Linked DNA regions of Danio rerio: region 1 is linked to region 2. Evidence: chromatin contacts called from public HiChIP or PLAC-seq data. All regions are on one chromosome and are shown on one strand. Each heading gives the region's core, a stretch centred on a gene start, on an enhancer-like site or on the middle of the called end of the contact. The rest is flanking DNA. Distances are from core to core; before and after follow the strand shown.

The links. HiChIP or PLAC-seq counts read pairs in DNA pulled down with a chosen protein or histone mark.
Region 1: a contact with region 2 is called in an H3K4me3 HiChIP or PLAC-seq map of embryo, with 7 times the contacts expected there. The contact joins the promoter of grk7b here to the promoter of baz1b in region 2. A contact is called at or near these places in 1 of 18 Hi-C or Micro-C datasets (hematopoietic stem cells) and 1 of 4 datasets of contacts at active chromatin or transcription factors (embryo).

The regions. Positions count from the first base shown.
Region 1 is chr18:44,692,039-44,697,220 of GRCz12tu, forward strand. grk7b (G protein-coupled receptor kinase 7b) reads right to left here and starts at 1,834. Exons shown (of 4, transcript NM_001033090.1): 1 at 1,194-1,834. The coding sequence starts at 1,793. It overlaps rnf7 (ring finger protein 7), which reads right to left. Exons shown (of 3, transcript NM_001012498.2): 3 at 5,053-5,182.
Region 2 is chr18:44,495,237-44,500,125 of GRCz12tu, forward strand. baz1b (bromodomain adjacent to zinc finger domain, 1B) reads left to right here and starts at 2,456. Exons shown (of 18, transcript NM_001347672.1): 1 at 2,456-3,152. The coding sequence starts at 3,034. bcl7bb (BAF chromatin remodeling complex subunit BCL7B b) reads left to right here. Exons shown (of 6, transcript NM_001006018.1): 6 at 408-1,173. The coding sequence ends at 479.

The DNA of each region.
Region 1 (5,182 bases), core at 584-3,083, 200 kb after region 2:
CCAAAGAGGTAATGTATTGATCCTCGATTGGTCTCACGCAGTCAAGTGATGTGATTTCGCAGGTCCAAGTTCACCAAGCTTGAACTTTGCAATGCAGCCATCTGCGAAACTTGACGCACGAACTTGCGTTTCCGGTCTGATGCATTCGCGTGCGTATGAATGGAAGTCTATGAGGAGAAAAGTCCAGTGTGACCGCAGCTTAATAAGCCTTTTTTGTAAGTGCAATTCGTGGTCAGTCAGCTGTTAAAGAAACAGTGTTTTCTTTTTTTGAAAATAGACTAATTTTACAACTCCCCTTTTACAAGACGAAAGAGTTTAGCAAATTTTACTATTTAAAGCTTGACTCTTGGCTAGATCTATCATACGCAAAATGAAATGTTGCCATTTTCTAGACTAACATGCCTAGGAACTATATTCTTAATCTGGCGTAATATTTAAAAAACAACACCAGGAAATCGGCTAACTTCCTTGAATTCCAGTTAAAATAAATATACTTCAGCAACTAAAGTAAATGTGTTATACGCTTTTCCTCACAAATGTCTCTATGGTTGCAAAACATGTAAGGTCATGTTGGTTATATTGACAAATAAACTGATTTTAAGGCACCGGGCAATGTCATTGAACCTGTTGCAGCCTTGGTACTACAACAAAGAGCCTTGATTATTACATCGAATTGAGAGTATAGATCCTTGCCATCACAGCCTGAAAAGAGCAACCTCTTATTTTATGCCTGTAACTGCAGAAGAGTCAAGCTTTAAATAGGAAAATTATCAAAACTCTTTGGCCATTTTTGAGTGAGATACTAAGGGTCTAATCCAGGGGTGGGCAATCTCGGTCCTGGAGGGCCGGTGTCCTGCACAGTTTAGCTCCAACCCTATACAAACAGGCCTCCCTATAGAGTTCAAGTGATCTTGAAGACACTGATTAGTTTGTTCAGGTGTGTTTGACTAGTGTTGGAACAAAACTCTGCAGGGAAACCGGCCCTCGAGGATCAAGTTTGCCCATCCCTGGTCTAATCCAACTCAATGAATAGTTTTAAACTTACGTTCCAAAGACATAAACGTAAATATAAATTAACTGCCAAATAATTTATATCCAATCATAAAAACTACTGTACCAAGAAAAGGTTGACAACCTAAGCAAGACTCTGCAGACAAGATGTTTTACAATTTTTAAAAGGAGCAAACACTCACCTCTCCAAATCCTCCTTTCCCCAATGTCCTGAACTCATAGAAGTATTTATCAGTGATGGGCTGCTTTTCAAACTTCTTCCACTGCACAAACCTGTCAAAGAACAGGCTGGTCTGATACTCCTCGAAAGGTTGTCCTCTAAGGAACTTTTGCGTGGCTTCTTTCACTTGTCCCATCATCACCTCCTCAAAGTCTTTCTCAGAGACAGCTTTGCATTTTTCCGCCTCATCCTCTGTCAGAAAAGCCAGAAAACTTTTAGAGTCTGCTTTGCAAAATTTGTTGATGATATTCAGTCTGGCTTCTTCTTTAGCTTCTGCCTCGGCTAAATTCCAGCAATTCAACTCATCTAAAAGCTCTGCAGCAGCAAGGTACTCCGGACTGGAGACTGAAAGGAACTGACGGAAACATGCTCTCCCGATGGGTTGCTGCTCACAGATGTCCTCAAAGCCCTTGGAAACGGATGCGCGCACATCTGTGCAGTTCCCAAGATGAGGAAGACCTAGGCTACATCTTCGTTTCTTAATCTCCTTCTCGTCTAGACTCTGTGCTTTCAGGTAGTCTGTGTTGGCCACCAGGTTCTTCAGTCCACCCATGTCACTCATGGCTGTGGCGAGGTGAGGGATCCACTATATGACGCTCTGGGTTAAAATGAAGAAGGACTGAAATGTAGGCAGCGGCACAGTGGCACGTTCTGATATGCTCAGGAACAACGAGGCTTTGGTGCCAAGCCTTCTGTGTGCCACTCACGTAATTGCTCAGTCAGAATTAAAAACCTTAAAAGGGATTTTCTCTTAAGTGTCTTTGTATGCTAATTCATGGATACTGCTCAAGGAAAGGAACCTAAGAGGCTTTGGACTATGTTTAGCCACAATGCTAAGAGGCAGACAATGCAATTGTTGCTTCTTAGTGCTCAGTCCTTTACTTTCAACTTGAGCTCTCAAAAGAAAAGAGTTTTTACGTCGTAAAAGGTCTCTCATTGCAATCGGCTATTCGGTAGAGTGCTTAGAGTGTTATAACCTTTATGAGCAACCTCAAATTACTTTTTAATTCCCCAAATGCTGATAAACTGTGAGCCAATAGATTGTATTGCTGTTGGTATGTTGAGATTTCCAAGAATTACAGAGTATTAGAGCTCATTGTACGACCACAATGAAGGACAAGCATGTGAGAATAATCATACATTAGATGTAAACATTATAGTAAGATGTCAACTTGGCCACTTTTAATCCAGATTCGTGCACCATTGTTTCCAAAGAATGTATAAGGTAGATTGTTCAATAAACTGCTGCAATCCTACTACTGTCATTTTATGAATCAGTGTTTCTCAACTACACTCCTGGAGGACCAGCTCTGTACGTTTTCCATCCTTAACCAAATCACCAGAGTCAGGTCATCAGTTCATTAGCAGAGACTGAAAGACCTGTAATGGGTGTAACAGACAAAGGTGATATTCAAAACATGCAGTGGAAATCCAGGAACGTGGTTAAGAAACACTCATGTAAATGACCAGGGCTGCGTCTGAAATTGCATACTTCCATACCATGTAGTACGCTAAAAACAGTATGCGCGCCGAGTAGTATGTCCGAATTCATAAGGTGCATCCCAAATCCCATACTTACGCCCTATTTTACGTCATTTTGTAGTATAAATAGTGTTAGGGTGCTTTCACACCTAGACTTTTGTTTTGGAACCTGTCTCGTTTGCCCAGTTAGCGCGGCTCATTTGGCATATGTGAATACAGCAATCGCGCTCAGACCCGTGCCAAAACAATCGCTCCGAGATCGCCTGAGTGAGGTGGTCTCGGCCCAATTGAAACAAACTCTGGAGCTTATCGATTGTAGTGAGAAAGCGATACGATCCGAGCCCGGCTATATCATAAGTGTTTTATGGATATGTAATTGGCCTACGGCTATATGAGGAATTATGAGTTGGGCGGGAGGTCATCCCTGAAGTTCCGGCAGTCTCCCACAAATGCACAGAGACTCCCTGATGCCCGCAAATAAGTGATAATCTCCCGGAATTCGCAGCTCTCCCTCCCGGTCCTCAAATACGTCGCACACCCTTCCCACCGCATCCCTCCTCGCTCTTCAGACACAACGCTACCAAACCACCACCCGCCCTAACAGCTGAGCGGGACACTGCAAAAAATAAATAAATAAAAAATTGTTAAACTGACTAATATGAGAAGAGTTTAGTCACACATGACTTGTTTTTAGCTATTTTGGCTCATTTAGAAACTTTACCATGTGAAAGCGAACCGCACCAAGAACAAAGAGCAACAATGTAACAATTTTAATCTGTTTCGGAACAAGATAATCGATTAACAGTTGTGAAAGCACCCTAAGTAGTGCATTCAAACTAAAAACTTTAATAATAATACATGCACATTAATTAATCGGATGATGCACTCTGTAAAAAGAAGTGTGGAATGTTGGACACCACGCTCTCAACGAACGCAGCATTGCTCACGTTGCAAAAGTGGCGAAGGTTTTGGGTGCTCATGTTGGATTATTTATTTAAGATTGTGAAAGCAAAATTATCCTACGAGAGTGATTATACCGCCTCTCGATGGTGAATGCGGTTATACTCATGGCAGGTATTAGTTGGTAGTTTGGTCATTTATGTCACTAATTTGGCAACCGTCAAACATCCTCAGGCAAGCAGTTTGAATTTCCGCTGAGTAAAAAAAAAACATTAGTGCTCCATTTGGGACGACACTAAATACATATACTATGCTGTTGAGTGTGTAAGTGCATAGTGTGCCATTTGGGAGACACATGTAAAATTCGAAAAACAGTATGCAAGTACCCAGATGACCTAGATTTTGAAGTGTTCAGGCGATGCACGCTTCTATCCTATGATGCACCGCAAGAGAATTCACGAATGGGAGTAAAGCAAAACAACTGACGCAGACGTCCGAGTCCATTCATACTACTAGGATTTAAACTTTTCTAACGGTTGAGTAGTACGTTTAAATTCAAATGCAGTACCTGAGTACTATGTGATTTCGGACGCAGCCCAGATCTATTGATTGTGTTATTTTCTGTTTACAAATAGAAATAAATCATGTAGCAATTCAGTTTTGTCAAATTTGTTTGTAGAGTAATACGTTTTGTGCTTGTCTTTACAACACAAACATTTTGTTTATTCATGTTTCAATTGATAAGATAATGAGGCAGCCAAAAAAGATCCAACAAATATGAATATACATGATTTTGAATACAAGCTACAAGGTACCTAATGTTGCTGGGCTGTAATTCTCAGTGATTTAAGCTTGTCTCAATGTCTTAAACATCATGTCAACCACCAAAATACATCTTTGTGCATCAGATTTACTCTCAATTACGCTCTCTAGAACAAAAGCCCATAATGAGAAACACTGCAGGGGGAGTTTTAATACAAATGTAATTAATTGCTGTTGACTTAAAAGCAACTACACCTTTGATTGTGAAATTGTTCTCATGGGTTTCAGGACTTATCGCAAGCTCTCAAATCCTGAGCTAATTGTTTCACTGGAATTAGCAGAGGATGGAGAAATAAGCAGGGTACTGGAGAAAGACTTACGAAATGCTTTGTCAGACAGCTCTCAGTGCTGCACAAGCCACAAGGAAAAGTTTTTGACATTATTTTTCTTTCTAGTTTTGTTCTGTAAAATATTTTATCAGATAAAATTTGTACTTTGAATTCATAAAATATGCATAATTGTTGACATAATTTCCTTTTTTTAGTGAATATTGCTCCCGTCCAGGGAGGTCTTTTTAAAGACATCTGAACAGTTGTAATGACTAATAATTGATTTAAAACAACAAGCATAATCAGAAAATGATTTTTTAAAAATCACTAGTAACACACTCCTATAAACATCAGCTTTATTTATTTATTTATTTCTAACATAATTAAAACACACACTCACAGTTAGATCAACGCACATGAAGTCACGCTCACACCCTTAAGTGAATCTTGCCGGATCTCTTCTTAATGCTGTATGAGG
Region 2 (4,889 bases), core at 1,206-3,705:
CAGCGCTACCAAGCCGACCGGTCACAGAGCTTGCGCTACGCGTTGTTGCGACTTGTAGTTACATTTTTTGAGAGGTGCACGTCAGCGACGGCCACGTCGAAGGACTATGCGTCAGCGCCGTAGCATACGCCGGCGTTTGACGCAGAATTACAAATCAGCCTTAATCCGTCAAAATTATGGATCACCTTCAGATTTTTCCGTTACTGCTGAAAAAAATCCGTCAATGACAGAAAATATTCAGTTAACGCGACCACTGTTTGAAACCAAAATATTTTGCAGAGATTTTTGACAAATCCTTTAAAACTTTGTCAGATTTAAATGAGAATTACAAAATATTATCGTATTTCTATAAAAACGTTACACTTGCTAAATGAATGCTTTTCAAACAACATTATTGATTTTCACAGGAGGAAGAGGAGGCAATCGGAGCTCCACCGCTTAAAAGAGTTTGCACTGAGCATAACTCAACCGTCAGTTAACACAGATATGCTGAACATTGCACATCAAGACTACAGAAGACTTTTTTAAAGCAGAACTGCAAATTTAAGAGACATTTTACAACCAGCCAAATGCCTGATATCCGCTTACAATTTATGATCATTAAACAAGCTTGAAATGTTGTGTTTTGTACAATTTAAAAGACTTTACTTCGGGTATTTCTTATGAAGGTAAAGCAGTTTGTAATAAATACATCATGAAAACTGTTATTCTGAACTGAGAATGAACTTGGTCAGGATAATACACGTGTCTGCATGGAGTGATGATTGGTTTAACAGTATTACAAAACAGTAGAGTTTTAGCTGAATTTGTTTTGTGTTTGTGATAGCTTTGACATTATACAAATGACTTTTATTGCTTTGTTTTACTTAGCTTTTCTGAATAATAGTTCAACGCATGCAGTTTAGGGCAGTTCTAAATGACATCCGCGTCAACAATTTCTTGATTTTTATTTTTAATGTTTGTTGTATTGCATCCAATTACTGAACATTTTATTAAAAACAAAAAAGGGAATGCATAGCTTTTATACATGTCAGATTTGTATTTTGAATATAAAGACTTCCATTTTACATTGTAAGTATTTTTCAGATAAAAAAAGTGTATTATCCATACAGTGTTGTCTGTAAAGTTGGACTTGTTCGCAGAAGATATGAAAATAAAACAACTTTGGTTTAATTTGGCATTACTGTGATTGCATTGTTGGCAATGGTATTACAAGAATACTCCACAAATTAAAATTAATCACTGAAGTGTACAAAATGTATGACATTTCTATAACAATAGTAGTCATAAGTAGTAACTTGAGTATGTATGCGAAGTTTCAGCACAAAATACCACACAAATAATGTTTTATAACCCTTTGAAACTGACCCTTTTAGGCTTTGATCCTAATTGTGCCTATTCGGTGACTGCTTTAAATTCAAATGAGATTTTTGCTCTTTTTCAAATGAGGGCGGAGCTACAAATGCCTATGTGTTAGCATAGTGGCATATTCAAAAACAAGAGGCTGGCTATATTCACACTGTTGCTACATAACTATTTAAACCCCTTATTTTTTTTTTTTTTTTGCATAAGTCCCCTTTAAATCTGTTATAAAAGACTATTGCAAATGATAAATGGGTTTCAAATATTTTTGCAGAATATATAATCTTTATTCCATGTTAGCAATTTATTTATTCATGTATTATCACGTTTATTATTACATGAACATTTTTATTTTTTAAAATTGTAAAATATTTTGTTTTAATCTATTTTTTTCAATCATAATGTTTTATATTACATATATTTATTATTTTTAACTAATAGATTAAAACGATTATTTTTTTATAAAATTGTATTAATTTATTTCTGTAATACTAATGTTACTTATCTGAATATAATTCATTTTCCTTCGGCTTAGTCCCTTTATTCATCAGGGGTCGCCACAGTGTAATGAACCACCAACCTAATGTAATGTTTATTTATTATTTTATATTAATTATAAGATCACACATTACATTTCACGTGGCTTTAAAAATAAAAAAATATTGCAATATCTTTATACTCTCTACTATTATAAGTGTCTTTAATATATTAATGAAGACTGTCTCTTTAATTGGATCAAACGTGTCGTGTGCATGCCCTATTGTCTCCATTTAATTTCTATAATCAATTCACCTTTTGGCTGAACGCTTGGCATTTGGCCATGTAAAGCGTCAGGTTTTACTGATAAACTGTACAAGTCAAACTAAAACCTGTCATTATTAATTTAGTTATGGACAAATCTACCATAAACTGACCTTTAGTAGCCACGCTTCCAAACACTTCTTGTATTTGTGATTGGAGGGGTGTTGCTTTGACAAAAGGTAGAGTAGATGTAATAGACAACTCAGTCCACCAATCAAAATATCGAAGTCTGTGTCGTAGTTTTTTATTAACCAATAGCTGCATTTGGAGGGCGGGGTTTAATCTTGCGACGCTGCTTGCTACCGGGGTAACGGAGTTTTGAGGTTGCACGGAATGTTGCCGGTGTAGCAGGATCTCCCGCCATTTTTCAACCAGCGATAAAACCCTCTTGTTTGTTTATGTAATCAGCACATCCTTCAAAACACCGTTTACGCTGTCTATAGTCGCCACGGACGAGGGATTGGTACGTTGCTTTGGCCTGGAGGATCGACCGCAACCCGGACCTGAGCGGCACAAGTGAGCCTGTCACAGCAGCTCTGACGGGCGGCCTTTCGCGCTTCAATACCCGGCATCCGGGAGCTTCCGTTCACTCCATACGCGCTTTCCAGGCGTTTCGCCATGACCCCACCGGCTCCACGAAACCAGCGGATTTAACACAGGGATGTAATTGACCAGTCAAACCGCAGTTTTGTTTCTGTTTTGTTTTGACTTTTACGCGCTTTCTGAAAGTACCGAAAGCACCGCGCGCTAGCCTAGCCCCGATGCTACGCCGCTGAGACGCGCGAATTTCACCGCATATTCATTTGGAGCTGGGATTGAGAGGTGGGTTAGTTCAGTACTACGCTTCGCTGATACATTCAGGACCCCGCGATGGCACCGTTACTAGGCCGGAAGCCCTACCCGTTGGTTAAGCCGCTGTCGGAGCCGCCGGGCCCAGGAGAGGAGGTGTACACCATCGAGCACACTAAAGAGGCCTTCAGGAACAAAGAGTATCCTTTCTTACTGTCTCCACTCATCGTTTGCATGCACAGAACAAACAAGCACGTGCCCGTTAGAGTCTCGGTCCGCGGTTTCCACGCAAATCGTGGATTCCGGGCGCGTGCGTGCGCAGTGTGTGGATTTAGGCGTTTATTGTTGTTTTCATTTTGCGCGCTGCATCTCATTGTAACGCTAGCCGGCTAAAGGTGACTCTGACGTTTATAACTTGAGGTTGGACTCTTAAAATTGGCGTTAATGTTAGTTTTGTGAGGGTTTCTGGGTTAAGTTAGTGTCATTTAAGCGGTTGTTTTGTTGTCGTGTGTGTTTTTAGAGAGTCAGTGTGTTGTTAGCTTGCTAGCTGCAGGACGCATAGTGTGTGTGACGTCTGCTCATCCATGACTCAATCTTGTGTAAGAGGCGCGCGCGCGCTATCACTTTAAGTTTAGGGATTTTATTTAAAGCATGGGCTCCTAGATTATTGGTTCTGTACAGTTAGACTGGAGTCGTTATATGTATGCTTGCTTATGCTTGTGCGTTCAGTTTTAGCTCAAGCTTCTGCTGGAGAACAATATGTGCGAGTTCATGTGCAGCTGCTGCGCGAGGTCATTTGCGCGCGGGATGCTTTTCGCGCGCGCCACGTGAAGTTTTCACAATTGACAGGATGCGTGAAGCTGAAGTTTAGGGCGTGCGGCTCTTACATTTGTCAGTCACGTGATTCTGTTAAATTCCTTCATTTGTTTTTAGCTATTTGGTGTTTTTTGTAAATAAGCCTTGTTATTCCATTGAGAAGCATTAGTTGTTGTTGTGAGAGTGCGCTATGTTAACTCGAGCATCTCTTATCTGACATTGATGTAGGATTCTTGACCTCTCACACCTGTCTCTGTAAAACTGTATTAAAAAAAGAAAGTGACCCCAGGCCGCATGTGTTATACAATCAGAACGCTAGCCAATAAGAAGCGCGATCGGTATGTCAATCACTCTCCTCTGTTTCGTTTGATAGCATCTAGTTGGCCGACGTGTGTGGGGGGCGGGGCTTTGATCAAAGGATGAAGCGATTTGAGATTGGAGGAGCTGCAGTGCAAGGTTTACTAATGGGGAAACTACCAGACTCGTTGCATTGGTACAGATTTTATCGCTTGCTTCCAGTAGGGCCATTTTAAGTAGGGTTATTGTCAAACTAGAAGTTGTCCCAACGTTCACAATTTAAGTCTGTTATTTAGGTCTGTATCCAGCATCATAAGAATTGTCATGTTATATTTTATTAGATGCAGTGGTAGAATATAGTAAGGAAGTAAACAAATGGTTTTTAACAAATGATGATTACTATACTATTTACTATAATTTTATATATAAATATATATATATATATATATATATATATATATATATATATATATATATATATATATATATATATATCAGTGCTTCACACATGTTTGAAATATACAGTTGAAGTCAGAATTATTAGCCCCCTTGTTTATTTTTTCCCCATTTTTGTTAAATGGAGAGATTTCTTCTACACATTTTTAAACCATAGTTTTAATAACTAATTTGTAATCACTGCTTTATTTTATCTTTGTCATGATCACAGTAAATAATACTTCTAGATATTTTTCAAGACACTTCTATACAGCTTAAAGTGACATTTAAAGACTTAACTAGGTTAATTAGGTTAACTAGGCAGGTTAGGGTAATTAGGCAAGGTATAGTGATGGTTTGTTCTGTAGACTATCGAAGTTAATACAGCT